Linked DNA regions of Mus musculus: regions 2, 3, 4, 5 and 6 are each linked to region 1. The links are chromatin contacts, called in public HiCAR-type and promoter capture Hi-C maps. All regions are on one chromosome and are shown on one strand. Each heading gives the region's core, a stretch centred on a gene start, on an enhancer-like site or on the middle of the called end of the contact. The rest is flanking DNA. Distances are from core to core; before and after follow the strand shown. Region 1 holds the start of Etaa1 (Ewing tumor-associated antigen 1). Region 2 holds the start of Cep68 (centrosomal protein 68). Region 3 holds the start of Rab1a (RAB1A, member RAS oncogene family). Region 4 holds the start of Actr2 (ARP2 actin-related protein 2). Region 5 overlaps Spred2 (sprouty-related EVH1 domain containing 2). Region 6 overlaps Spred2 (sprouty-related EVH1 domain containing 2).

Region 1 (4,622 bases), core at 997-3,496:
AACTGGAGTGAGCTAGCTGGGTGTCAGTCTTTCCCAAGAAAGCTGAACCCCTCTGCTCTTTCGAAAATGAAGATTTAGCACCTTGGTGAGCTTCTCTCTCTACTGTGGCACTTATGACTGACACTAATCAATAAAGCACAAACAATAAAAACTTCAGTACACCATAGCAACTAACTACATTATTTAAGGAATAAATAACCTAGAGATGACTTAAACAATTGGGAAGGAATGGAGGCTAGCTTTGTGGCAGAGCACAGGCCCAGTAAAAGTGAGTCCCCAAGTTTGAGTTTCAGCATTATCACATGAATGAAAGAATAAATGAAGAAAAGGAGAGACAGCCACACACAGGGTACCATACAAAACCACACCACTTTATGCAAAGAACTTCACAATCAGGAGATTTGGTTATCCAAAGGGGTCATGAAACCATCTCCCATGGATTATGATATATGACCATATTGCACATTCTACAGTTTGTTCCTTTTTTCAAGGCATGCAGTCAGAAAAGCCAAATGTAACCTTGGTTGCTCTATAAACATGTTACTTTACATATGAAAGAACCACGCAAGTACACCACATACAATCTTTGCTGTTTGATAAACTATGAGATTTGCCATACTTACCTGAGGAGCAATACGGTTAACAATATGTGAAATCTCATCACTGTATGCACTGGAAATCTGCTTTTTTCTTCCTTTACCTAAAGAAACAAGACATTTCTATGAATTTTAGACCAAGAATTCTAAAATCAGTTGTCACTTTTTAGGAAACAATTGTAATCAGTACAACTTAATGACTCCACCCTAGAATCAGACAGAAAAATCACACATGAGGTTCTAAAAAACAAAACAAAAAACCCAAAACCGTTGTATTATGATGTTACCAGACTAAAATTTTACCGACAATAATTCTTCAAGCACCTACCCACATAAAAATAACAACAGATTACCTAACTGCTTTGTCATTGGAGAATTTTGATCCCAGAAGATATCAGTTTGTCCATCTGGATCATTTGGAGAACTGAAGGTACAGGATAATAAATCCATTTTCACGATTTGTACTGGCGTCTCCTTTCCTGCATAAGATGACAATCATTGCTTCTAAGTGTTACGTTACTTCATAAAAGCTAAAGTCAAACAATTAATTTTCATGTCCAATACAAAGCTTGTCTCCTAAAGACAGTTACTTTAACCACAATAGAAATGTTTCAATGAAAATAATATCTTAATACTTCATAAGTTTAGCACTGTAGTTAGGAAGTGTTCTTTGAAAATTCCATAGGCCCAGGAATGATACCATCTGATCACTGAATTACTATCACCAGGCTTTAGGTACCTCCATGACGTCAGCAGATGTACAGGAAATGCATCCAAACAGAAAGCCAAGCTAAACTCTCACAAGGCCCCTCCTGTAAACTCGACCCAATTTTTTTTTTACTCCATACACCCCAAAACCAATAGTGATTTGTTTCTAGGGAAGCTCTGTCTAGAATCACTTGAAGGTTTACAATGTTATTTTTCTTTCCCAGCCTCGTTTTATTCATAGCAGAAACAAGCAAGGTAACAGACATTGTATTTTACGGACACACCCTAGGATAGAGGTTATGAGTTTGGTCCTTATTGGGATAGATATCTCTTAACTCCAAGTTTACAGAAATGAACGCGCCATCGGTTTGCTGGGCTAACCGGATGTTACACCTAGCAAGTTCCGGGAGCACACTACGGTTTCTGAGGTGGCCCTTTTTGCAAAACAAAACAGCGAGGAAAACAACAACAACCAGCGTAGGTGCCCAGTTTCCGGAACACAGTCCACGGCACAGGCCCCGCCCACAACCAGACGTTCAGAAAAGGCCCGGTTTACCGGACTCGGCTCTGCAGCCCCAGGCCTCCCGCCCGGTCTGCACCGCCAGGCTCCGCTCCCCGCCCTCTCCTCACCCCGGGGACTGCGCCCGCCGTCAGCCGCTGCCTGCCGCTGCGCCCGCCGCGCAGACCGCGTTCCCGCCCGGCGGAGCTGGGAGCTGCAGGCCGCCCTGGACTCCCGCAGCCACGGCTCTGCCGCCGGGCGGCAGTTCTTAGCAGCCGCCCTGTGCGGCGTGCTCCTCCGGGCAGGGCTGTCCGCATGCTTCCTTCGCCGACTCATTCCCGTGCCACCGTCCTTCAGCTGCATTCACATTTTGCTACAGCGGAGCAGGGCAACTGCTCGACAGAGAGCCCGCGCGCCACCGTGCAGCGCCATCTTTGCAAGTCGGGCGCGCAAAATACGCTGCTTCTAATTGGCTGCCTCCGTCTAGGGGCGGGTTACTACGCATGGTGCGGATTGGCTGCGTCAGTGTGAGGGGCGGGGTTAGAAGGCTGCGGCCAGGGCTGAGGAAACAGGAGTTTTCTGAGGTCTACCATCAGACTCGTCCAACTTAGCAGGAACTGCAGGACCCTTTTCTGGATCTGTGACAGGAACTTGGTATGTGAGACAGTAAAGAGTTCATATACAATGACAGATTCTTATTGAATTTAAAATTTAATTGATTATTTCTAAGATTCAAATGATGGTGTGTTATTCGATAATATGAGAAAATAAAGACTATAGTTTAGGAGGTAATAAACGCAATAGTTCATAGATGTTCTGTTATGTGCGTAGCTCCAAAATGTAGGAAAACGTATTAATTTAATAAACTAACAGTCGCTGGAAACTGTACATGCAAAACAGAGCTGTCATCTTAGTAGGAATAAAATAGTGTTTATTTTGAATCAAGTAATAATTTCCATGGCCAGGGAGCATTGATTCAGGTTGGCCTAAAAACATGTTTCAATATAAAAGCAATCGCACAGACTTTAACAGTCACAGAACAAAAAACAAAGCATTTGCCAGGCGCTTTGTTGGGGACAACAGGTAGTAGGTGGGTTACAGCAAAGCAGGAGATGATTCGTCCATAGGCTTTAGGTAAGGATATAATTTATGAGACCCATCCTTTCGTTGATGGAAGTTAGTGATCTGGTAACAGTGCATTCCAAAGTTTTTACCTGCTAGCCTTCAGGATGCCAATCCTGACAGCTGGGTCCTTAATGGCTACTTAGGGCACTAAAGATAGCCATAAAGATTATTTGGTTTTATATCTGTAACACTCCAGTTTCCTTATCATGAAGTGTGTCTGTCTTTTTGTTTTTCAGACAGTGTCTTATGTGTGCCCTGCCTCCTTATTTAATGCAGTCTCGCTGTGAACTCCTGGTCTTCCTGTCTCAAGCTTGTCAGTGCTAGGACCACAGGTCTAGGTCCTGAACAGAATCATCAGCGTAGTTGTGCCTTCTTCCATGCCCCAAATAAAGTGAAACTCGGAGGTTAATTGTGCTTTAATAGATTAGTAATAAACCAAATTCTAAGTTTTTAAAGAATATGATTTGCGATAAATAGTAAAACAAAAGAGTGCCAACTCTACAGAGAGAACTATAAAACACCTTAGAAATAAATTGAAGGCCAAAATAAAAAGGGCTATGCTGTGTTTGTGGTCTGTGTCACTCACTACTGTTAAAGAGTCAATTCTTCCCAAACTGGTGTATAGTCAGTGCTGATGCCCTTAGTCTCAGAGCGGGAGGCACATGCCTGTGCAAAGGGAGGATACCTTTACTCTAAGACATGGAATGAAAAAGGAAAAAGAGACAAGAAATTTCTTGATCTCTTGAAGCATAATGAAGCTGAATCTCACCCAAATGTCAGGAGAGTGGTTAAGACTTACAACAATGTTCTAGCGGTGAAGGGACAGACAAATAAATGGATGGGACAGATAAAGTGCTTAGGTGGAAGCACTGACTTACACCTAAGTACAGGCTTTGTATAATACAAATAAAAGCCATTTAAATAATGAGGAAGGACTATGGGAGATAAACAGTATAGCCAGATGGAATGGTAGCTCATATGTGCAATCCTCCCAGCATGCAGAGGGCAGAAGCAGGAGGATTGAGAGTTTGAGGCCACCTGGGTTATATTGAGTGATCTTATCTCAGAAAATACAAATGATAACTGAAAAAGTACATTTATATGTGTATTATATATATGGATTATATATAATTTACATCGATATGAATCACACATGGAAAAAAATGAGGTGACTTTGTCTCAATCCATATCCCTAAATCAAATCAAATTGGTTCTATTTTTAATTGTAAAATAGTTTTTATTTTATAAAATTATGTATACTGTCATCATGACAGAAAAAATATATTTATGCCAATAAAGACACAAGAGGCAGAAACTGAGGTAAAACCTGCTAACTAAGCGATGTAATTTTATTTTCTTAACTATTTACAAAACATCTATGTACAAGCCTGATTCTACAACTAAACTGCTAGCTCTTTAGAAATACTGTTCTATCTGTATCATTCTATGAAGCTAATCTACCTTTCTCTTGATGTCTTCCAAACCCAAGAGGGCTTCTTACCTCTCTTTTCTAGAATACTGTTTTATCTGTGTCCTGCCAGCTGCTTCTCTCCTGATCCTGCAAGCCCAAAGAGAAAATCCTTACTACCAGGAGCTTCTTCCACAAGGCTCCTCCAAGCCTAAAGAGAGTTAGATCTCAAAGGTCTGATTGCTTACCACGGACGTCTCTAGCTTCTCCTCTACACCCTTGGCAG
Region 2 (4,622 bases), core at 644-3,143, 2.3 Mb after region 1:
ATGAAAACTTCCTCTTTAGAATTAGCTTTGAGGTTTTATTTTTGTGTACATGTATGTTGTACCTACAGAAGTCAGAAGAGGGGTGGGTCCCCTGGGACTGAAGTTGTAGAGGCCAGGTTGGTGTTGGGAACTGAGCCTGGGTCCTCTAGAACGGCAGCCAGTGCACATAACTGCTAAGCGAGCTCTCCAGCCCCTATATGAAATGTTCAAAAAATTAAAATTTTTAAGAAATTTCAACTTTGTGGTCATGTGGGTGGATAGTGGTGGTGTAGTGGTACTGCCCTGACAGAGGGGTGGGCAGTGGTGGCCCAAGGCCTGGTACATATTTTCAGAGCCTCTTCCTGCCACAACAGGGTAAGGACTTTAAAAGCATAAATCTAAGAATACTCTCTGGGGTCAGAGCAGCAATCACAAAAGGTTTGAGGGATGGCCTCAAGACAGAAAGACAGACACCAGAAGAAGCAAGAGTTATACAGATATTTGGTAGTGGTACCTGGGTGGGTGGGTGGGTGGGGCATCTTAAGACAGGTCTCTGTGTTTATATAGCTCAGTCTCAGAGATCCACCTGCCTCTCTCTCCCGAGTGCTCTGGTAGGTCTAAGTATTTCTTCTTATCTTAGGTATTTTATAAACCTTGGAATTGGCACTATTACTCTTCCTAGCCATGTTTTTTTGTCCTGTCGTGCTGGGGCCTAAATTCCACTTTATAGATGAGAGAACTAAGGCACACGTGAATTTATCCTGAATTAGTAGTATGAAAGGGACTAAAGTCTGAATTGATTCAGAGAGCCCAGCTGCTTCCTTAACCTGTAAAAATAATCCAACAACTTAAAGGCTTTTAAAAGTTCCGGTTCCCTCAACGTTGGGCTTCACTTGTTCTTGTTTTCTTTTGGTTTCCTTCCCTTACAGACCTTTCATCCTGTTAGGGGGCGGGGAAACCACTTCATTGCCAACCCAGGCCCATATGGGCTGCCCAGAGAAGGGTATGTTTTTCAGTTGTGGGGGTAGGGAAAAAGTTTTTAAAAGCTTCTGTGATGATGTGAAGCTGGGTTCCCTTACACCCACTGTTCCTAAGTGATCCAGAATTTAACCCAGTCCGCTGGAGAGAACTAGGTGAGTAGTGGCTTGTATTTGAACCAAGCCCAAAGCAAAAAGTGTCGCAAGCTGTATACCAGACTACCTCTTTCCTTGTCTCGGACCCCATCAATTCCCAGTAAGGTCTACTCTGCTCGGGCACTGGGAGTTTTTAGCTTTTATTATTATTTTTTTAATTTTTAATTGAATAAAACATGGTAATTATAAAATTACTAAGTTTGGGGCATGTGCTCCCGGGCTGCTGAGACTGGCTAACAGGTGACAGATGACAAGGGTAGATCTTAGAGATAAAAAGTGCGCCGCTTTGCTTTCCTCCTCCGGATGCGTTCACTGGGCCATGGAAGCAGCAGCCGTCCAGACGCGAGCGGCTGTGGCTGTGACCCGCCGGTTCTCCGCGACCAAGGTCGACGCGCGCACAGCTGCATGGGGCTGCCAGAGGTGCGGCCCCACGCGCTCTGCAGGCCGCGCTGGCCCTCCACAGCCTGCCCCTCCGCTCGCCTCCACCCGGCACGGTCCGCAAGATGGAGGCGAACGCGCGAGGCGCCCCCATCGCGGCCAGCCTTTGTGCCCTCCAGGCCGCGGGCCTCCCCCAGGGTCCCCCACGCGGAGCCCCGGGCACGAGGGGAATGCCCCGACTCGAGTCTTGGCGCCGCGACACTCGAGCCGGCCACAGCCTTTTTACCTCACTCCACACCGCCGCACGTCCCGAGCGACCCGCGTAGCTGGGCCAGGGTCCCAGGCGGCGACGACGGGGCCTCCCGCGGGCGCCCGCACTCCTGGGGAGGGAGGGCCAGGCGCCCGCCACGCCCTCCGCCCTTGCCGCTTCTCCGCGGAGGACGCCCCATGAAGCAACCAATCCAAACTCTCCGTTCGGATGCTTCACCAATCCACAGCTCGTATCTGCCATGGGAACCCGCCCCCTGCAGGACCCTGGCCTATGGGTGGCCGGAGCTTCTTTCTCCGCTGTCCGGACGCGCGTGCCAGCTGGGTGTTCGCGGTCCTGGCGTCCACGCAGGCCCACGCGGATAGCAAGGCGCGCTCTCCGCGGATCGAAGGCTTGCGGTGTTTGGGTCGACGTGCTCTCCGCGGCTGGGAGGGTGGTTCCAGGCTTGGTGCTCCCCTTTTGCGTTGTGTGGAACCCCCAGGGCATGTCCGAATCTGGGCATCGGGCAGAAGTTGGGCGAGGGGACCAGGTGTGGGTCGAGCTCCCTCCCTCCCCCCACCCCCGGCCCCTCGCCACCGTCCTGAGACTCTGAGGCTCAGGAGGCCCAGCCTGTCTCACCAGTAGTGGGAGAAGGGACTTCCACAGTGTTCTGGGCCTGTGAAGTTTAGAGAAGGAGCTGGACTGATCTTAACACGACAGAGACTTAATCCAACCTAAGACCACAAACTTAACTGCCAGGCTGGCCTGCCTGGCCATAGTGCTCCTTCTGCCTCGGCTTCCCCAGTGCAGGGAGTACAGGCAAACCCTATCATGCCCAGCTTTTTATTTGGCTTTGTTTTGTGTGTGTGTGTGTGTGTGTGTGTGTGTGTGTGTGTGTGTGTGGAGAGAGAGAGAGAGAGAGAGAGAGAGAGAGAGAGAGAGAGAGAGAGAGAGTGAGTGTAAATTTCATCGTATCCCAGGCTGAATTTGAACTCCTGATTTTGTCCCAGTCTTCCCCATACTGGGTGTTTTAAAGTAAAAGTGTATTGTTATATGCAAGGCCTTGAATTCTCTCTTCAACCCAGAAGGAAAAAGTTAAAAAGGAATTCAGAACCGAAATGTGTCAAATAGGTAGGTAGCATTTACCAGCGTGTATCCAGTTACTTGTTTAAAGGAAAAAATAAATAAAGGACGTATGAAGTCATTTAGCAGTAAATATGGTAATGCGATTGAGCACCTGGATGGTCTCAACCAGATGTGTTCTGTACTCTTCTTTGACTTTGGCCCAGCGGCCTTCTCTAAGTGTTCTTGCTCAGTTGGAAGGGCGTCCTGAAACACAGAAGCCCAGGAACCACACTGCTCTAAGAGGAAGCCTCCTAACTGAGGTGTTGCAGCTCCCAGGGGGAGGGTATCCCCAGCTCAGCCCCACTCCTGTTCTTTCCTTCTCTTCATTGCTTCTTGGCTTCTGATGAGAGAGTACCACCAGGCAGCAAAGCTCATAAAAGATATTTATTGGAGGGTCCAAAATGTGGAGGGATGAATCCAGGGGTGGCCACCTCCGCTCCAGGAGCAGAGAGCAGGGAATTGAACAAAGAGCAGGGCTTATATAGGGTTTCTTAGTGGGTGGGGCTTTTCAGGACAGAGATTTCCAGGATGAGGATTGGTAGGATTTCAAGTCCTGAGCTTGGGGAGCTCAGGGATTGGTGGATTCTTGTGCTCAGGGATTACTATGTTTTTGTTTGAAGCTCAGGGATTGGTGGGTTTTTTTTCCCCACCCCTTTTCCTTGCATCGGGCCTATGGGTTGGGATGGGAGGACCTTCCCAGCCACAGGCTGCTTTGGCTGAGGCTCCATCACTGCCCAGCTGCTTGGGGAGGCTGGACGAGGTGTTGCCATTGTGAACAGCTCCTGTGATGGTTATTTCACGGTAAGCTGAGATGGGAAAAGTGGTACCAGCTTCTGTGGGGCACCTCCTGCAGACTGAGGAGATGGCGTTGTTTTGATAGTTGCTGTTTTTTGATAACTCCAGTGGTGGTGGTATTTTACAGAGGCAGGCTGGCACCAGTGTGACAGATCTTGCACCACTCAGGGACTACACCACCTTCTCACCTTCTACCCTATTTGCTCCTCCTCCTCCTCTTCCTCTCCCCAGTCATCTCCCCCTTCCTCCCCCACTTCCCCATTATCCTTCTCCTTTCTCTCCCTCCCCCTCCTTATTGAGACAAGGGCTCATATATCCCAGGCTAGACTGGAATCACTCTGAATGTCTGAGGTCCTCCTACCATGCTGGGATTGGAGATCCATGCCACCACACCTGGTAGACGTGCTGGCACAGTCAACCCAGAGCCTCATGTATGCTCAGCAAGTGCTCAAACAACTGAGCTACATCACATCACCAGACCCCTGCTCTTTTTAATCCTTGGCATAAAGAAGAACCTACTATAGTTTCATTTGTTGTCTTAATAAGGCAAGTTGATTTTTCTGAGCCTGCAGAGTATGGTAGTGATTGCCAGGACTTTACATGATCACAACCAAAACAGTGAAGTGTACCAGTGAGTGAAACTTTAACATTCTCCAAAACAGGAAGGCGTGATTCCTATGAGACATTTATTCCTATGTCATATTCATCTTGATCTCTTCTGTTTTATTCATTGATACTTTCTGAATATAGGTGCAAATAATATTTTTGCATTATACTCCAAGTCTTTTTATTTTATTTATTTATTTATTTGGTTTTTCGAGACAGGGTTTCTCTGTGTAGCTTATTTTATTTTTTTATGACATTATTTGTGTGTGTGTTGGGGGGGGGGTGTCACACACCACAGTGGGAGTGTAGATAACAGAGGACAGCTGTGGGAGTCCATTCCCCTCTTTTCACAGTGTGGT
Region 3 (4,622 bases), core at 1,294-3,793, 2.2 Mb after region 1:
TTGAACTCAGGACCTTTGGAAGAGCAGTCGGCGCTCTTAACCACTGAGCCATCTCACCAGCCCGAGAAGGAATCTTAATCTCAATAACACCCTTGATGCAGTAGGGGTGTAGGAAGCGGGCACTCATTACTCCACAGTCACGACAGCCGCTCATTTATTTTCTTACTGTAGCACAGTAACTAAGATATGAATTTTTCTGTCCTCCACATACACAGGTACAGTCAGGCTTTGGGGTGTCAAGGAAGAACTGTTACATATACTTCACATTGTTCTGTTTGTCAGCTAGGTTAAAGGTTACTAGAAGATAATTTGTTGGGAAATGAAATAGTCAATGAAAGTGGAGCAAATTTATCTCCAAAGAGACAGAGATTTAAAAAATGGAGTTTTGGTGGTAGTATCTGTATGTATGGGGGTAGTGCACTCCATAGTGTTTTTCTTTCTGAGTGTCTGCTTTCTTCCTTAATCTTTATGTTTAAGTCTATATTAAAATATCAGTAATAAAACCCCAGCTAGGGCTGGAGAGATGGCTTCTCTGGTAAGGACACTTTTTGTTCTTGCTGAGGACCTGTTTTCAGTTCCCAGAACCCAGCATAACCAACTATAACTCACGTTTCAGAGTATCAAATGCCCTATTCTGGGCTTTGAGGCCAAGAGGCACATGCATGGCACACCACACACACACATACACACACAGGCAAGAGACACTCATACATAAAATTAAATGACAGATTTGGGGTGGGTGTTGGGACAGAGGTTCACTATGTAGCTCTGTTCTGGAACTTGCTATGTAGACCAGGCTGGTTTCAAACTCACAGAGAAGCACCCATCTCTGCCTCCTGAGGGCTGGGGTCAAAGGCATGCTATGTCTGGCTTACATGATAAATCCTAAGACAAAACAAAACAACAATAACAACAAAATTTTTGCTTGAAAAATTGAGTTTAGGACACTTCAGAGTTTTTATTCTGTGAAATGATAAGAGGAAGTATGGTGGGCTTTAGGGTCCAGGGCTGTAAACCTCCATCTAGGGTCATTTCAGAAGTTAGTATGGAAAAGAACCCAGGAGGCAGAGGCCAGGGAAACACTGAGTTCGAGGCCAGCCTGGTCTACAGAGGGAGTTCCAGGACAGCTAGGGCTACACAGAGAAACTCTGCCTCAGAAAACCAAAAACCAAAACCCAGACAATAACAAGAAAACTCCCAAAACTATGTATGTGTGGTCTGATGAGGCTGTCAGGACACACGGAGGAACGCCAGAGGGATGTGTAAATATGTTCTGAGTATATGGTTAGTCATGAGAACAGCCTCTTTTGCATATTTTGATGTCACAGAAATTCAGAAATTAAAAGTAAATCTACAGTTGGCCCCAGGAGATAATATTCTTGCTTAGAACAAGTTGGAAGATAAACTTTGGTCAGTGTATTATACTATGCCCTTTGTAATAAATAACGCAAGATAATGCGTTAAAGTTTAGCGGAGATTTAAATTCCTGAGCTGATTAAAGTTGACACCATTAGGTCTAAAAAAATGTATTAATATTAGTTCTGGAGTCCGTACTGAAGAGTTTCATGGCTTAAAAAAAAATACTTATTACTGCCCAGTTGTGCAGACGGACACAGAATTAGTACTAATAAAAAACAAAGAGCAGCAAAAGCAACTGCAACCCCCCCCCCTCAAAAAAAACAAAAACAAAACTTAACAACCCAACCCAACCCAACCCTATCCCGGAAAACAATTCAACTTTTAAGTCTAGGCCTCAAGTAGGAGGAGAAGACTGGTTAAGGCTGACTTTAGCCTGTGTCTCAACAGCACAATGTTAAAGGTTGGAGGTCGAGATGGAGGAGCAGTTTCAGACAGGGAAATCTGGCTGTGTGAGCAGAAGAGAGACTAGAACAGGGTCCATTTGCAGCTATTGCAACATCAAGTTGCTAGAGTAAAACGGTAAAAAAAAAAAAAAAAAAATTAGAGAAGGAGTCGGGTGAGTGAGAAAGCGCAAGGTCTACAGAGGCCGCTTGAGTTTCCTGCTGTCCTTAGAGCAGCCTCAGACCCTGATGGTGATGGCCCCTGTGGTCTTGCCTGAGCAGAGCTCGTCAAGCTGTCTCCACCCCTCCTCACTGTCCCAGGCTTCCTGGGAGCCCCCTCCCCCTCTGCTGCGGCACCGCCCTCCGCCGAGTTCCTTCCTCCTCCCCTCCCGATGGGGCACCGACTCGCCCTGCTGCCACGTCTCACTGATGACATCAACACAGCCCGGTCGGCCTTAGCCAATCCGCTAGGGGGAGTCCGAGCGAAGTCCTAGCCAGCAGGCCAGCGGGGAGGGGAGCAGGAAGGGCGGGGTGTGGGGGTGAGGGAATCGGGACGGGGCGGGCTACAAGCTCGAAAGTGCGCATGCGTTCAGGGCGCGGGGCCTAGTGGGAAGCTGAGTGCAGACAGCCCTCGGCCCGGTCGGGCTGCCCAGCGCGCGGTGTGCTCATGACTCTCTTTCCCAGCGTGCCCCGCGACGCTGCCGCCCTCTGGGCCGCGCCAGGCCCCTTGGCCTAGGCTTCCCCAGTTCCTGGTTCGCCGGCGGCCATTTTGGGTGGAAGCGATCACTGAGTGGCGGCGGCTGCTGATTGTGTTCTAAGGGTCGGAGTGGGGTCGACGTTTGCTCTACCGGAACAGCTTAGCTCATTCCTCCCTTTCCATTACCTGTGGCGCGGAGAGTTGGGGCGGCGGCTGCGTCAGCAAGGGCGGTGGTGGCGGCGGCGGCGGCGGCAGCTGCAGTGACATGTCCAGCATGAATCCCGAATAGTGAGTGCAGGAGAGCCGGGGCGGGCCGGGGTGAGAGCGGCCGGCCGGGGGTGAGGGCCGCCGGGAGGTTCGCTGCGCAGCGCCGGGAAGGTCGGCCGGGCGAAGGAGACGGAGCAGCCTGAGGGCCCCATTGTCTGAAGGCCGAGGGCCGCAGCGCAGCGGGGAGGGGTCGGGCCTGCGGGCCGGGTCCCGACCGCAGCCGGCGGGGAGCTAGGTGCCGCGGCTGGGCGTTGGGGAGAGGGCCTCGGACAGTAGCCAGGAGGGGCGCGTCTCTGGAGGCAGTGACGGCTGGAGGAGGACTTGGTTTTAAGGGGAGGTAGGTGGGAGAGCTCTGCTAGAGGGCACTGTCAGACCCTGCGCCGGCTCTGCGGAGCTGTCAGCGTCGGCTTTACTTGTAAATCCCGAGCTTGTTAGAGCTCTCTCCCTGTTGGGTTTTAGGTAATATGGATGCTTCTTGGGACTGCGTGGGCTTGAGGGGGATGAGGAGATGGTGAGGAGCTATTTATAATGTTTAGTTTTCTTTTGGGCTTGTCTCCTGGGAGAGTTCTGTGAGACTTGTGAGACGTGACCCTTACAAAATCCTGGACATTTGTGAAATTTTTGGTTTAGGGGAGACATGAGTCTCCCAGTCACCTTTTGTCTCCAGTAGGTTAAGAAGAAGAAAAAGAAGAACAAAACTGAACTAAAAATAAACTAGAAATGTCTTCCTGGTACCACCAAGTTAAAGTACAAGTTTGCAGACAGTTTTGAAAAGAAACTAATGGGGCCTTTGATGATAGAGTTGTATGTAGGTTTTAGATTACCTGCTTGAATGCCTGTAGATAGGAAATGAGGTTCCATGACGTGTCATGAAAAGTTAATGCATTCCTTTTTCTTGCTTACTCAAGAAGTCACTGTAGCAGATGTGACACACCTGGCACCTTTCATGGGAACTGCGCTTCTCCTTTCTTGGATAGACATTGTTAGGCTCTCTCTTTGAACCCAAAATTCTCCTATGGTTTCCATATATGAAAATAACTTTAAGAGATGCCATTTTTATTATACTTTAGTGTCAGAAATCTTTAAGGGAGAGGGATTTTTGTTGGTTTTTAATAAGAGAAATCACTATTGCCGTAAAAGCTGGGCTTTATTTGTTGCTTTGGTCAGTTACCGCTAAGTGTGCCCCCATGAAAGGTCCAACCATCAGCTCGGCTGACTTGTCATGTGCGTGTCACATGACTCTTGCAAAAGACATTCTAAGTTCAGGTTTTCTAAGACTGGTTTAATACTGAAATGGTTTTTCCGTTTGTGTTAAGCAGAGGTCTTAGTATCTTGGTAGAATTTTACATACTTTTTTTTATTGTGTGTGTGATGCCTGTGATTGCAGGTGCACAGGTGTCACCTTGCTTGCTTCAGAGGTCAGGGGACAACTTTTGGGAGCTTATTCTTCCTTTGTGGCTTCAGGGATTGAACTCAGATAGGCACTGTATCCACAGAGCTATGTGCTTGGCCAGGCTTCTGTACTTGAAAAAGTTGGGAACAGTTCACATGGAGACACAGGTGCTGTGTTTGCAGCCCCTCTCCCAGGGCAAAATTAGTTTAGTTAAGCAAAGTTGAATTGGGGGTCCTAATTAGATTTTTGTGGAAACCAAAAAGAAGATGAATTTGTTATATTAGGAAGGTTTCTAATTTCTATTTGAAATTCCTGTTCTATTTGAGGAGATTCCTATATTTGTTAGGTGTGTATTTAAGTATTTTTATTATGCTTCTCAAATTTCCTAATGCTACGACCTTTCAATGCAATTCTTCATGTTGTGGCGACCCCTATCCATAACATTTTCATTGCTACTTCATAACTG
Region 4 (4,622 bases), core at 1,079-3,578, 2.2 Mb after region 1:
CTATTACTGTTTTAAAAAATCAAGTCTTAATGTCTTCTCTAATATTTAATTGTAAAGGCATCATTATAACTTCAGGTACCTAAGTAAAACTAAGATGAACAAAGAAGAATAAATAGTTAAGAAACAACCCAAAATCTAAGTAGCTATTAGTCGTCAAGTTTTCTTAAAAGACATCACAATATTCCTAACTGCGTTACGATTTAAATCAGAACTAGCTGATGTATATGAGGATCCGACTATTTCATTCACAGTCAAACATATCTACAAAAAAAGTGAATAAAGTTTATAAATAATTACAAAAATAGATATAAAACTTTTTTCTCTGTGTATCCTTGGCTGTCCTGGAACTCACTTTGTAGATCAGGCTGGCCTCGAACTCAGAAATCCGCCTGCCTCTGCCTCCCAAGTGCTGGAATTAAAGGGGCGCGCCACCACACCTGGCATAAAACTTTTTTTAAAATCATCTCCTTTCACTTATGCCATAGTAGCTGATCTTTTTATCCTAAGAAACAGATTTAAAAAAAAAAAAATAAAAATGGATGGAGTCTCCCTATGTAGCCATGGGGATTTGCCGGTTTCTGCCTCCCAAGTGTTGGCATAAAAGATGTATGCCATCACTTCAGCCCTTTTTAAAACACTTTTAAGACACTGTTACTTTAAGTGTTATGTCTGTTTACTTGAGTGTTTGTATATGTATCACATGTATGCCTAGTACCCACAGAGGCCAGAAAAGAGCACTGAATACACTTGAACTAGAATTACAGAATAGCTGTGAGCTGCCACACAGATGTTAGGCATCAAACTTGGGTTCTCAGCAAGAACAACCAGTGCTCCTAACTGCTGAGACGTCTCTTTGGTAGTAAGATACTTTTTTTTTTTAATAAGTACTTTTATAAGAATTTCTGAAAAGTTTAGCATTTATAATTTAGCTTAAATATAGTGTAACAATACAGGCTTTGCTTTAAAAACCTTTTTCCTGATAATTTAGAAGCTTTATAAAATTGTACCATTTCCCTCACTGCTTTATCCTTTATCTCAAAAAATGAGATGCATTTTATGTATCCCTTCATGAAGTCTGCAAATATAAATATCTCTAATGAGCACATAAATGGGGTTGCTTAAAAACCTTTAAGTTACTGAATCTTAGGGCTGTTACCACAGCAGTGGTATGGATGTCCCTTTGTATTGTTACCTATCCTATTCTAGCCCAGATTTAGCTTAAATGAAGCTAGTACAATAATTGTCAAAGTTTGTAACAAATTCAACCAAGGGCACTATAATGGCAGTGAATACCAGCTCCTTCCCCTTTCAACAATCTGGCTTCAAAGGTGTAATTCAAGTAAAATCTATTTTAATTTGTGTGTCGTCTCTGTGGCAGAGAGGAGAAAAGTCACAAAATGTTGCAAATCGCTAAAGGAGTCAGAAACAGTTGCATCTTCAAAACTGGAACTTTGATGCTCCACCCTTTTAACTGGGGATAGAAAGAAACCAGTTGCAACGAGTTTTCTGAATCAGAACTTTAGGCTTATTTTGACATTTTTAGCATCTTCAAGACTAACGTGTCTATCCTGTACTTAACAGAAAAAAAAAATGAAGCAGAGGAGGAACCAGAAATGATCCAACTTCCCACTAGAATTTACTTGAGAGGTCCTAGGTCTATAATAGGGCGGCATGCAAAGCAAGAGGTGAAGCAGGAGCTGCTGACCATCCCCCTCTCTCAAAACCACAGACGACAAGGACAGCCCACACGCTCTCCCGGGGCAGACTCCAGCCGCGGCCCGGGGCCTGACAGCACTTCCTCTTTTCTCTGCGGAACCCGTTTCCTGCCTCGCATTCGGCATCTTTCGCTACACAGGAAGAGGAAGGCCGCTAGGTCTTGTATGGACGAACACAGGCGAGCCTCGGAAATGGAGACCTCCTCGCCACCGAGGGACAGGGCCTCTCACCGTCTAGACCCATCTCTCGGCACGCCGGCGGATGCTTGCGAGCGCGCGGGGACAGGTTCCGCCGCCTTCGGGTGCAGCGCGGGTAGCCTAGCTCCGGGCCACCGGCTCCGGGCCGGCCGGCGCCCCCCGAGAGCTCGCCCGCCCGCGCGCCTGCCCGCGCCCCCGAAGCCCAGCCGCGCAGCCGAGGGGCCCGCGCGCACCCCGCACACACACGCGGCCGCCCCGCCGGGCCTTACCCCAGTGCCGTTGTCGCACACCACCACCTTCCTGCCCTGGCTGTCCATGGTTCGTCCTGGTGAGCCGCCGCCCGGCCTGGCCTGCTTCCTCCTCCACACGGCCCCGCCCTCGGCCCGCCGCTCCGCCCAAACCGGAAGTCCCCGCCCGGCAGCCGTTCCAAGAGGGCGGTGCAGAGAGAGAAAAGAAGAGCGGGGACTGGCAGCCGAGAAGGCCAATGAGAGCTGTCCGGCGCGGACCCGGGCGCGCCCTCTCGCCTCGTTCTGCTTCCGGGGCTGCGCTTGGCTGGTGGGGCGGCGGCTCTGACCAAGTTGTCTCGGGACCTAGGGCGCGGCCGGGCCGGCTGTACAGGAGGCAGGCAGGTGAAGGCCGGAGGGTGTGTGGCGGGACGGCAGTGGAGAAGGGTGGAGCAGCCGGCTAGGAAGACCGAAAGCCACCTGGAGGTCCCGAGGCATGATGTGTCATTGCTCCTAGGCCTGGGTGGATACACCTACAAGTTTCAAACCTCCGGTTTATTCCACACCTCCAGTTGCATGCAGCCCTAGGAGCCTGGCGGGATGCTTTCGTTTCTTTCTGCTTCACCACTTCCCTCTTTGATTTTCTCAAACAGGAACTCACCATGTTGCCAAATGCAGACTTTAAAATTGAGGTCCTCTGTAACCTCCCTTGGAAACAGGGACAAGTGTTACACGCACCTCTTTAAGAAATTGAATATGCACCCGGGCACTGTTGGCGTTCGCCTTTAATCCCAGCACTTGGGAGGCAGAAGCAGACGGATTTCTAAGTTGGAGGCCAGCCTGGTCTACATAGCAAGTTTCAGGTCAGCCAGAGCTATAAAGTGAAACCCTGTCAAAAAAGAAAGATAATGCTTTCACTTAGCGCATAGTGGTGAACTTGCTTTCAATCCCAGCACACAAGTAGAGGCAGTTGGATTTCTGTGAATTCCTGGCCAGCCTGGTCTATTTACAGAGCTAGTTCTAAGACAGCCAAGGCTACAACAAAGAAACCCTTTCTCGAAAACAAAGAACAAAACTCTTTCCTTTAATTTTAGTTTAGTTTTGTTTTCTGAGACAGGGTCGCATTGTCTATCCTTGTGTTAAAACTAAGAATATTAAGTTAAAAAGACCAAATCCATGATTGTCCAATTGGAGCAATTTTGGGGTACACCAGGACTGGCCAACCACCTGTCTCACCGCTGCCGGTCGCTTGAGGTCCGTTTTATGGGCGAGATGTGAGCGAATTGTTAGATACAGTGAAAGGGAAGAGTCAAGGGTCAGAGTATATGTCATGTGAATCCCAAGTTTAGCTAGGCTGAAAACTTGTTTTGCAGTTTACATCAGACCTAAGAAACAGAAACTTATTCTTTTTTGTTTGTTTGCTTTTGTTTGTTTGGTTGGTTTTTTTTTGTTTTTCGAGACAGGGTTTCTCTGTATAGCCCTGGCTGTCCTGGAACTCACTTTGTAGACCAGGCTGGCCTCGAACTCAGAAATCCGCCTGCCTCTGCCTCCCAAGTGCTGGGATTAAAGGCGTGCGCTACCACGCCCGGCTTCGAGTGTATTTGCTTTTATTGTACATTTTTTTTCTAAACTCTTTGGCACAGTTTTCTGGGGGCATTCCGACTGCCACAATACAAGTCAGGAGAGAGCTTGTTTATGATGCCAATTTCAAGCATTTAAATTTTGGTTTGGGTTGTGGCTTTTTCTGTCTTTGAAGTCTGCATTTACTTTGTAACAACTGTACTTTTATATTTCTATATCCTCTAACTCCAGAACTTCAGTTAGTTTATGAAATGCAACATCAAACCCCTTTGTTTTCTGGGAAAAAGAAACTGCAATGACTTGAAGTTGAGAATGTGGGTACCGCCTCACTCACACACACTCATTCTCAGACTGTGAAATCCCCCACGCGCCTTCTCAAGGGCACATAGACAGTACCAAGTGCTACGGTACAGTGAAGGTGGGCTCAAGACCCGGGCTCCATCTTTCTCCTCAGTAGCAGGGGCCAGGCTGCCTTTCACAACACAGCCCCACAGGTGAACCCAGGTCCTCCTCTCCCAAATCAGTCACCCATTCGGCACCGGCCAAGACAGGAAAGCTAGTTCTAGCCTTCCCTGGGAAGAGACAGCTTTTTTGTTTTTCATAAGTAAGTAAATCCATTGTTTCTCTATTCCAAGATGGCTGATGTTATGTTTTCTACAAACTCAGTGCTTACTTAGCTCATGTCTAACAGGGCTGCTGCTGTTGGCTGTGGCAGGATTTTCAGTGTGGTGTTTTCAAGCCTCACTCATCCTCCCATTCCCAAACATTCAGCATTCGTGCACACTCCTCACTTCCGGGTTTTTTCAAAAGATTGGAGATTTCCAGTGGGGGTCTCAGGTCATCATCTCAGTGGTACCAAATCAAGCCTGGTTCTTCAGAGAAACTTATTCTTAATTACAAATAG
Region 5 (4,622 bases), core at 913-3,412, 2.0 Mb after region 1:
TAACTGAAGGTGATCTTGAACTTCCTGCCTCCTTCCCCGGTGCTGAGCTTATAAGTGTGCTACATTCTATTATTATAATAGTGTTATATTCCTGGGGGTGGAATCCAGGGTTTATGTGTGCCAGGCAAACACTCTTCCAGCTAAGCTGCATTCCTAGCCCCTAATTTATAAAACTCCTTAAAGAGCTATAGGTTTGTTTCTTTAAAATGCATAATAGACTCCTTTTATTAGAGAGGTATGGGCCTCCATCTTGCATTAGAGCTACTGTATCCAAAGTCAGGTACTGTGAGGAAGGGTCTGGCCAAGCTTAAGTGTCCTTAAGTCCCACACTCCATCCTAATCATTCTGGGTTAGTGAGGTTTGGTGTGGCATGGGGCTGCCCTACCTCTGGTGGCCAGTTTGCAGTCCATTAGACAACATCCTTTGAAACCTGGAGTTGGTGATTGGCTGAGGTGGCTGTCAGTTTCAGGACTTGAGGGAGGGATCTGGGACTTAGTAGAGCATCTGTTTCCTAGAGTGACTTTGCCCACTTTCACAGTTGGTCCACATGGAGAGGATTTGAAACGAAGGTTGGTTTCCGTCTAGTTTTGTTTAGCATGCAAACAAAACCACTAGACTTTTTTTTCTCAGCTATGAGATCAAAAGCCTTCTTTTCCAGATGACTAGAGCATGAAGTAAGTTGAGCCAACACTGCCACCTTACATAGGGCTTTGTTGGTATAAGGAACTCGGGATGTGACTTACATACATTCTCAGGGAACATTGCCAAAGCCATGTAAGGAATCTGGGAATGGACGCCTCTCCCTCATAGTGTTACAGCTGAGCTCATGAACATGGCTTCAGAGCACAAGGAAGCTCTCATCATCCAGAGAGGAATACCAACCGCTCATTCCAGGGATTGATGGAGCCTTCACAGTGGCCTAAGGGCATGTGGTTCCTCCCAGCTGGAAGACTTACTGAGCCTCAGCCTCAGCTCCCACACCCACAAGGTATCAGGCTGCAGGTATCTCTCCCCACCCCCGTTTCCATGCACGGCAGCTCCATGCCCAAGTAAAAACGGACCTTGTTCTGGTTCACACGGCATCCTAGGAGGTGAAGAAAACATGCGTGTAAAGATTACAAACTTTTCAAGATACCCAGAAGACAAAAATAAAGTCTCAGATGCAGCAGTTTATCCAAGTTTTGCTGTTTCTTTACCTCCTGCCTTTATACTACTTATTGTGTGTGGGGGGGGGGGGAGCATAAAATATTTATAACAAATCTCATATCATTTCATATCACCCCTGACATACTTTAGTAATTGTAACTTTTGAGACAGGTCTGACCTGGCGCTCTCTGGGGCTGTGGTTGACCTTGAACTCCTATACTCTACCTACCTTCCTAGTGCTGAGGAATGGGCCACCACACCTGGGTTTTTGCAGTGTGGAGAACTGAACTGGGGGCTTAGGCATGCTTTGTAAGCACTCTCCCAACAGAGCGCATTCCCAGCTCCCTGTGTGGTCATTACTGATTTATTTTGGAGAAAAGGTCTCACTGTGTAACCCAGGCCTCTCGCTCTTGTCCTGTGTCAGCAGCTTCCTGAGGGCTAGAGGGCCACAGGAGTGTGTTACTATGCCCACCTCCAAAATCATTTTTATGTATAGGTTTTTATAATTCCTGTAATTGGTAATCCTACAACCCAAGAATCAAGCTGAACATGGTCACATCCACTTGTAATACCAGCATTAGGGAAGCTGAGGCAGGAGAATGGTGATTTTGAGGTCAGGCCGGATTGGACATGAAAGCAACACAGGAATCAACAAAGCCCCAACCAGACGCTTTAGAGAGACAGATCTGAACAAAGTTCCGTGGCTTGGCAGGGCAACAATCGGCTCACACTTGTGGGTCTACAGACTGGAATCGCAGCACGCTGTGTGTGTGAGCTCGCAGCTCGTTGTGTGTGAGCTCGGCTTCCTGTGCATTTCGGACGTCTGTCAATGACTGATCATTGTAACTTACAGGAATTTTTTAAACAATTTTTTAATTGAAAAATCCCAGCCTCTGTCAGCTGCCAGCCTCCCAGCTTCTACTTCTGAGGAGCAGGAAGTGGGTGGGTAATGACAACGGGCCTGTAAACTGCGGACTCTAACCCGCCGATGACTCATCCGGTACAATGCAGTATATTTGTCAAGGAGACTGAATCATATATGGGGGAAACTACTGCTCAGCAGCCAGCTGGTTCGCAGGTCAGCCTGAGAGGATCCATTTTTATCGGAAGCTTTATCGTAGCGATGATGCTAACGGGCAGCCCTTGGACTCCACAATGTAGAGGAAATGGCATCTCCGGGCAGGTACGTGCCGGCTCTTTGCTTGGGTTGTAGTTTCTCCTTGTTCTCCTCTCTGCTGAACCTGTCCAGTGTTTGCGTGTAACATTCTTTTGGGAGAAACATTATCCTCAGGACCTGTGTGGGGTGTGTGTGTGTGTGTGTGTATGTGTGTATGTGTGTGTGTTTGTGTGTTCACCCACATGCAAAGACAGGTAACCACTGATCTTCTATCGAATAGGTTTTCTTCACTCATCGCCCTCTCTGAATCTCCCTAGAGATTCACATCAAAATGGCTTTAACCCATTATTTTATATTAATAAGTTTTAAGGATGCTGCTTGGAAACAGAAGGACAACAGACCTTCTAGGGGGGTAGCTAAGGGTGTTATCTGGTGTCAACAGTCTAATATGAATATCTTTCAGTATCCGTACCGTCTACCCAGCCCCCCCCCCCTTTGTGTGGCTTAATCCAAGAAAGCTTTATTCCCCTCCTCAGCTGATATGTTTATTTTTTGCCGATCACAATTTGCTTGAATCAGAGCATCAACTTTTCCAAGGTAGAAGAAAAGGGAGTGGGGACTTGATAGCAACATTTAATTATAGCTTCCACATGACCTGAAGGATCATTCCACATAATTGGGAGGCTGTGGCTGCCTGTCTAACCTTCTCTCTTTTCTTCACTCACTAAATTTAAACAATGCCTGGCTAGTGGAGGCACATGCCTTGTTTATTTGAGTATATTAAACATTCCTATGTGTGTTGACAGACTGTTCAGCGTCTCCTCATATTTTTAAAGGACACTTTTTAAATCCTTCTTGTCCGGGACAGATGCTCTAGTTAAGTTTATATCTGTGCTATGTCTGCCTTGCTGGACGGGCTCTCCGCCTGGGGTCAGGACCTGTACTACCGCTGGCTGCCCATACATTTGCCTGAGATGAAACACTGACTACACAGTCCCCTCTGTGGTGTAAATCCTGCGGTCCCTTAGAGAGAACATCTACAGATCTGGAATTACCAAGCTAGCGAGCAAGGCGGGCTTCGTTCCTGTTTATTTATCATAGAGCCTATAGTAAAGCCTTGGTTTTCTTCAGGTGTATGAATTTTAAACTCCTGGTAAACAGATTTATTTCATTTATTGGTTTCAGCACATTTAGAAAACTTGGAAGGAGTTTGCTCAGTATGTTCTGTTTGTAGATTATAGTGTGCTTTTTTTTTCTTTTCTTTCTTTAAAAAAAAAAAAAAAAAAGAATGGCCAGCTTGTTTTTCAAGACAAACCACCTTTAAATTTCATTAATTTTACATTCTATAAATGAAAGCCACCTGTTATGCCGTAACTTGCTAATTTTGGTCAAGGATGATAATGAGGAAGAATAGTGTTTGGAGTATGTTGGGGTCTGGCTAAGAATTCCCTGCCCACATCTGTAGCGTTTATTTTTGTGTGCATATGTGCATATATGTATATATAGTACACATTCAATAACAGCACTTGCTGATATTAAAAATATTTCAGATCCAAAATGAGAGCCTTTTTCCTTCTCATTAAGATTGTGTTTCAAGGTCAGGAAAGCTTTGAGCATGTTGACTTGACTAGAATACATAGTTTTGGATATATGTATGTATATGAGCTCCCCCAGAGTTTTGGTTAAAAACACTCAGTTTGTGGTTCACTTTGTCAAAACTTCATCAAGCATAATGGCTCATGCCTGTAATTTCAGCACTCAGGAAGCCGAAGTAGGATTATTGTAAATTCTAGGCCAGCCTGGACTACAGTATAAGATCTTGTCTCTTAGAAAACATAAAAACAGGGCTGGAGAGATGGCCCAGTGGTTAAGAGCACTGGCTGCTCTTCCAGAGGCTCTGAGTTCAATTCCCAGCAACCACATAGTGGCTGACAACCATCTGCAGTGGGATCCAATGCACTCTTCTGGTGTGTCTGAAGACAGCTACAGTGTAATCATAATAAATAAATCTTAAAAAAAAAAAAAAAAGAGCCGGGCGTGGTGGTACACGCCTTTAATCCCGGCACTCAGGAGGCAGAGGCAGGCGGATTTCTGAGTTCGAGGCCAGCCTGGTCTACAAAGTGAGTTCCAGGACAGCCAGGGCTATACAGAGAAACCCTGTCTCGAAAAACCAAAACAAACAAACAAACAAACAAACAAAACAAAACCAGAAAAGACAGAGTTAGGCAGATCTCTGTGAATTCATGGTCAGCCTGGTCTACCTAGCAAGTTCCAGGCCACCAAGGCTAAATCTCTTGATTGGTTGGTATTTTCTATGAAAATATCCTGTTTTCCCGATCTTTGTCTCCTTAGGACTAGC
Region 6 (4,622 bases), core at 1,402-3,901, 2.0 Mb after region 1:
AAAAGCAAATGTTTGTACAAGTGCACAAGAGGTGGGGTGGATTGGATATAGGATGCTTTTAGAATTAAGTCGGGTGTTTCAGAGGGTGCGGAGGAAAGAGGTGGGAAAGAGAAGAGATAGTGTAGTGCATCTTTTTATTGCTGTGTCTCAGGAAAGAGGATGAAGCAGCTCTTGGGTTGTTCTCCGGTCTGGCCAGGTAAATTTTCTTAGTTACAGCAGAGTTAAGTCCCCCCACCCCCACCCAAAAAAAAGCGGAGAACTGGGACATCACAAGCCAGAGCCATGTGGACAGGCTGGCCAAGCCAGAAGACCTAGAGCTTCAGTGGCCACTGGGCCTTCTACTAGGCCAGTAAACTGCAGAGTGAGCCCCCTCAGCCCATCTGCTGAGCCTGCTGAATGGTAGCAGCTGCTCCACTTTGCCTGTAGATGTTGGCTAAATTGGAGGCTTGTGTTGACTGGCCAGGAGGGCAAAATTTACCTCTAAGCCAAGGAGCACTGGGAATATTGGGGTAGTCTGAGAAGCAGGACTGTCTGCTAATGAATGGATTGTATACTCAGGAGAAGTTCGTGAGTCCAATGGGAACGTGTTGACACATGTGAGTGCATATGTTAGAGAAAAATCACTCCCATCTCTGTGTTGCTGTAGTTGTTGGAGATCAAGAGACATCCCACAGATAAGAGCCCATGCTATAAGCCGTCTGTGGACAGACCTCCCCATGCCTTCACAGAAATGCATGGTAGAGGTGCTTCCTGGCTCCTTTCTGGCTTAAGAAGTCACCAGACATGGGGCTGTAAGCCTGTGGACCTGGCCATTTTACAGGGCACCAGGCTGGGTGAAGAAACCTGGCCCACAGGGTCGTGTTGCCCCAACATCGTTTGTTGGACACAGATAATGTTTTTGTCCCCGCCCCAATGGGAGACACTCAATCTCTACCTCAAGGGCTTGGATTGAGTTTCGCAAGCTTTATATTAGTAGGTGATTGAAACACTTGGCTGGATCGCAGCAGCCGTAGTGTGGTAACCTGTGTGGCACAAGCCTCCTGGGTGAGTCATAGTTAATGGTGGTTAGAGACTTACTGTCCTAGCTTTTCAGTATTGGTGAAGCATATGTCTATATAGTTGTTTTTAGCTTGACAACCTAGATCTAAATAGGAGATATGGTGGTTTGGTTTGGTTTGGTTTTTTTCAAAACAGGGTTTCTCTGTATAGCCCTGGCCGTCCTGGAACTCACTCTGTAGACCAGGCTGGCCTCGAATTTAGAAATCCGCCTGCCTCTGCCTCCCAAGTGCTGGGATTAAAGGCGTGTGCCACCACCTCCCGGCTCTGAATTTGTTTTAATCAAGTACTGTAGTGACCCCCTCCATTCAATGTGCTCGCAAATGTCTTGCACTCCGTGAGATTTTGTTAGGTTCAGAAATAACTTAGAAGCATTTATGGTATATTTTACATTTTTCGTGTAAGTTTTCTTTTATAGGCCCCATATTGAGCATGTTTGCCTGTCGCTCTCTAGTATATAAACCGGGAACTGGGTGGACTTAACCATTTCTTTGTGCAAAAGCCAGCAATTCAGTCAGGCCTTCTTGTCATTAGCCGTGGAAAATGAGATACTTCTGGCAGGAGTCCATGCTGTGGAGGGATGGCCAACCCCACCAAAGAGAAAGCAACCACAGAAGCCGTGGTCTGGAGACGAAGCCTGCCCCTTCACCTGAAGGAGTCTCATCTGTAAAATGGGGACGATACTGTTTGGATAAGGCTGATGGACATTTGACAAGTGCCAGCTTACTCACACTGCCACGTGGGTCTCCATCTCAGTCACAAGCGACCTTGTTTTTTAAAGGGAGACTCTGAAGTACGGGTGGAAATGGAGAAACAAGGGGAGCATGGATTTCACAAGTGCCTTCGGAGAAGACAGAATAAGTCACCGACCCTGATCCAGTGTCTGTCCAACATCTCAGATGTCAGCTGCTGTTACAATGATGGTATGCCTGTTGAAGTCAAAGGGTCCTTCATTCAGTACGGTGAAGACCTGATACTAGAGGCACACTGCTTGCAGATATATAATACCACCCCGTGCCATCTGATATGGGGACAGACAGTCCACACTCATTGAATTACTGGAAAAATCAACTTTGCCTACATAGTTAGGAAGCTATTTGGAACCTCCAGTGTTTTTCTTTCTCTTAAACAAATAATGAAGCAAGCTTTGTATGGGGACCACACCTGTAATGCCAGCAGTCAGCAAAAAGACCACTGCAAGTTCAAGGCCAGCCAGTGCTTCGTATTGGGTTCAAGCTACACCTGTAGACTAGTGCTACTAGTGAGCAGACATCTGCCGTTTAGGGAGGTGATGCTCTTCTGACCCCCAAGCTTCCTCCCTCGCTGTCTCTGCTCAGAACAAGCGTTTTCCCAGTAAAGCTCACCCATTGCCGAGAAGACGAGAGCTCACTGCAGGCATCTCTCCTACTTTAATGGCTGAGGCAGAGAAATCCATCATTAACTCAAGCTCTTCCCCTGGGGTCAGCATGCTATCGTGGAGGAAGGGCAGAGAGCAACGCAGACTCCTCATCCCAGTCTCTCCACCCACTGTGCTGTGCTATGCTGTGCTGTGCTGTTCTGTGCACCCGTGAAACGGCTATCAGAGTCAACAGCACAGCTAGTGTCTGGCAGCTGGCTTCGTCTAGTGGCTGATGGGAGGAGTTTCCTTTCAAGACCTCTGCTGCTCTAGAGGACAGGCCCTTTCCTCCTAAGTAAAAGGAAAATGCCAGGTAGATTCTTATTTTCCCTTTGTGGGTTTACCTGCCAAGGTCATAGGAGACTCTACAGGTGAGAGGAGTGGAGAGCAAAATTCCTCCTGACTGTTGAGTAGAAGTCACAACAAGCCTACTGTGTGCCTGGTGGTTTCTTTGGCAGGTGGAGGAGAGAGCATAGTGATGGCTAAGCAGTGGGGCCCTGGGGCACTTGGTCTAATGAGGTGAGAGGCATGAGAGGTAAATAATAAAACAGCTCTAAACCAGTGCTCCCGACAGTAGCACCCCCTCAACCCCCACTCCCACCAAGAGGGAGCCATGGGCGAGGGCCCGGGTGTAAGCTGTGCTGTCACATTCGGCCTTGCACCTGGTGTAATGCTCTTTTGTGATCTTGAAATTCTTATTTGTGTGTGTGTGTGTGTGTGTGTGTGTGTGTGTGTGTGTGTGTGTGTGTTGGGGCTGAAACTCTTGAGTGTAAAACAGGATAGGTTACCAGTCTGCTGAGGGCAGCTGAGGCCATCACGCTGCAACACTGGGAGGATACCAACCATTAGCAATTCATTGACAGCCTTGCAGAGATAGTCTGTTTCGGCTAGCTGGGGCTGGGGTGGGTGAGGTTTTGCCTGAGCTAGAGATCTTGTAGGACTACGGGGCTGCTGGAGAGGAGTCCTGAGCCAGGGGCAGTGAGGCAGATATGCAGGAGTGAGGCAAGGCCCTCTGTGGAGCCACGGAGCGCAGCCGCTCAGCTGCAGCGGACGACCTGCGGATCAAGGTTCTTGTCAGCGTCGAGAGCGAGCGTCACTAGAACAAATATTCATCCAAAAATAAACTTCCTGCTCTTCCTGTTTTTATAACTTGCCTATTTCCTCTGAGTTTGAGGCTGGTCTCCTGTTCCGTGGGTGTTAATCTTCAGAGGATCAAGACCTCTATAGAAGCATTTCCTGTACATGTTTATCCACCCAGCCTGAAATTATTTTCTCCAAATGATAAGAGAATTTTTTTCCATCCTGGTATGTCAGCCTTTGAAAGGTTTTCAGTTGGGAATCCCAGGGATGAAGGCTCCAGCCAAGTCATAGGAGACCCAGACAGGTGAGAAATGACCTTCAGTGCTTGTGGTTTGTCCTTTTACAGGGGTGTGTATGTGTGTGTGTGTGTGTGTGTGTGTGTGTGTGTGTGTGTTATAAGTATGCACATAGAAGTCAGAGGAAAAGTGAAGAGTTGGGGATGAGGGGACGGGACAAATAGCCTTAGTGTTTTTAACTCCTTGGCCCTGGAACACCTACCCCTGAGAGTCTCCCTTGCTTTTTATGCTTAGAAATCCCAAGCCAGCATTCCAGTGAGTACTTTAAAATACAAATTTCCTTGACTGAGTCTGACAGACAGAGGCTGAGGTGACCTGACTGGTGCCACAGTGGAACCTGGAGGGAGGCCAGCTGCCTTTCTTTGAGGCCTTAGGTGGGCCTGGGGCAGCCACATTTTCTAAACGCTACCGCCACGTGCCACCACCTCTCCTATCAGAGACCCAGGTGACACCATTGGGAGTGACTGCCCCCAGACCACTGACCAAGTCTGTGGCCACTAGTCATTTGGGTTCTGAGCCCTTAAAACAAGCCATCGTGGGCTGAGAGGTGGTGTGATTTCATTACCTTATTACAATACATGCTAGACACCCTACTAGTAATTATTTTGATTGCTGTGGGAACAAAACTATTTTAGATATATTGAGTTATGACAACTCTAAGGAAAAAAATTCAAATTGTGGATATGGCTTGTTCCATTTCTGTGTGGTGTGGTGCATTCACAGGTACACAGTCTCTGGGCTGTCTCCCTATTGGCCTAGCTGAGTGGTGACCTATCCCTAAACCTAGACTTTCC

What was found. Promoter capture Hi-C pulls out the DNA fragments that hold promoters and counts their contacts. HiCAR-type assays count read pairs that join an accessible place to other places.
Region 2: a HiCAR-type map of astrocytes shows a contact between it and region 1, with 3 times the contacts expected there. The contact joins the promoter of Cep68 here to the promoter of Etaa1 in region 1. A contact is called at or near these places in 2 of 39 promoter capture datasets (hippocampal neurons and pre-B cells) and 1 of 115 datasets of contacts at active chromatin or transcription factors (astrocytes).
Region 3: a contact with region 1 is called in a HiCAR-type map of astrocytes, with 4 times the contacts expected there. The contact joins the promoter of Rab1a here to the promoter of Etaa1 in region 1. A contact is called at or near these places in 3 of 39 promoter capture datasets (hippocampal neurons, liver and pre-B cells), 1 of 115 datasets of contacts at active chromatin or transcription factors (astrocytes) and 1 of 9 other capture datasets (adipose tissue).
Region 4: a HiCAR-type map of astrocytes shows a contact between it and region 1, with 4 times the contacts expected there. The contact joins the promoter of Actr2 here to the promoter of Etaa1 in region 1. A contact is called at or near these places in 2 of 39 promoter capture datasets (hippocampal neurons and pre-B cells), 1 of 115 datasets of contacts at active chromatin or transcription factors (astrocytes) and 1 of 9 other capture datasets (liver).
Region 5: a promoter capture Hi-C map of hippocampal neurons shows a contact between it and region 1, with 4 times the contacts expected there. The contact joins the enhancer-like site here to the promoter of Etaa1 in region 1. A contact is called at or near these places in 5 of 39 promoter capture datasets (embryonic stem cells, hippocampal neurons, liver and 2 more) and 1 of 115 datasets of contacts at active chromatin or transcription factors (astrocytes).
Region 6: a promoter capture Hi-C map of liver shows a contact between it and region 1, with 4 times the contacts expected there. The contact joins the enhancer-like site here to the promoter of Etaa1 in region 1. A contact is called at or near these places in 6 of 39 promoter capture datasets (the C10 cell line, embryonic stem cells, hippocampal neurons and 2 more) and 2 of 115 datasets of contacts at active chromatin or transcription factors (astrocytes and embryonic stem cells).

Annotation. Positions count from the first base shown.
Region 1 is chr11:17,951,629-17,956,250 of GRCm38.p6, forward strand. It overlaps Etaa1 (Ewing tumor-associated antigen 1), which reads right to left and starts at 2,247. Exons shown (of 6, transcript NM_026576.4): 1 at 1,935-2,247; 2 at 950-1,075; 3 at 624-700. The coding sequence starts at 2,166. Etaa1os (Ewing tumor-associated antigen 1, opposite strand) reads left to right here and starts at 2,342. Exons shown (of 3, transcript NR_131915.1): 1 at 2,342-2,457.
Region 2 is chr11:20,247,531-20,252,152 of GRCm38.p6, forward strand. It overlaps Cep68 (centrosomal protein 68), which reads right to left and starts at 1,894. Exons shown (of 7, transcript NM_172260.3): 1 at 1,777-1,894.
Region 3 is chr11:20,198,869-20,203,490 of GRCm38.p6, forward strand. It overlaps Rab1a (RAB1A, member RAS oncogene family), which reads left to right and starts at 2,544. Exons shown (of 6, transcript NM_008996.4): 1 at 2,544-2,784. The coding sequence starts at 2,762.
Region 4 is chr11:20,110,623-20,115,244 of GRCm38.p6, forward strand. Actr2 (ARP2 actin-related protein 2) reads right to left here and starts at 2,329. Exons shown (of 9, transcript NM_146243.2): 1 at 2,183-2,329. The coding sequence starts at 2,230.
Region 5 is chr11:19,977,374-19,981,995 of GRCm38.p6, forward strand. The region is part of intron 1 of Spred2 (sprouty-related EVH1 domain containing 2); the gene reads left to right. Among named protein-coding and RNA genes, the nearest start is that of Spred2, 55 kb to the left of the region's middle. Within about 2 kb of position 2,163, at least 200 of the 459 cell types and tissues checked have an H3K27ac peak or open chromatin away from gene starts, as enhancers often do. A contact at or near this core is called in hippocampal neurons, where this site is marked.
Region 6 is chr11:19,960,355-19,964,976 of GRCm38.p6, forward strand. All of the region lies in intron 1 of Spred2 (sprouty-related EVH1 domain containing 2), which reads left to right. Among named protein-coding and RNA genes, the nearest start is that of Spred2, 38 kb to the left of the region's middle. Within about 2 kb of position 2,652, at least 78 of the 459 cell types and tissues checked have an H3K27ac peak or open chromatin away from gene starts, as enhancers often do. A contact at or near this core is called in liver and pre-B cells, where this site is marked.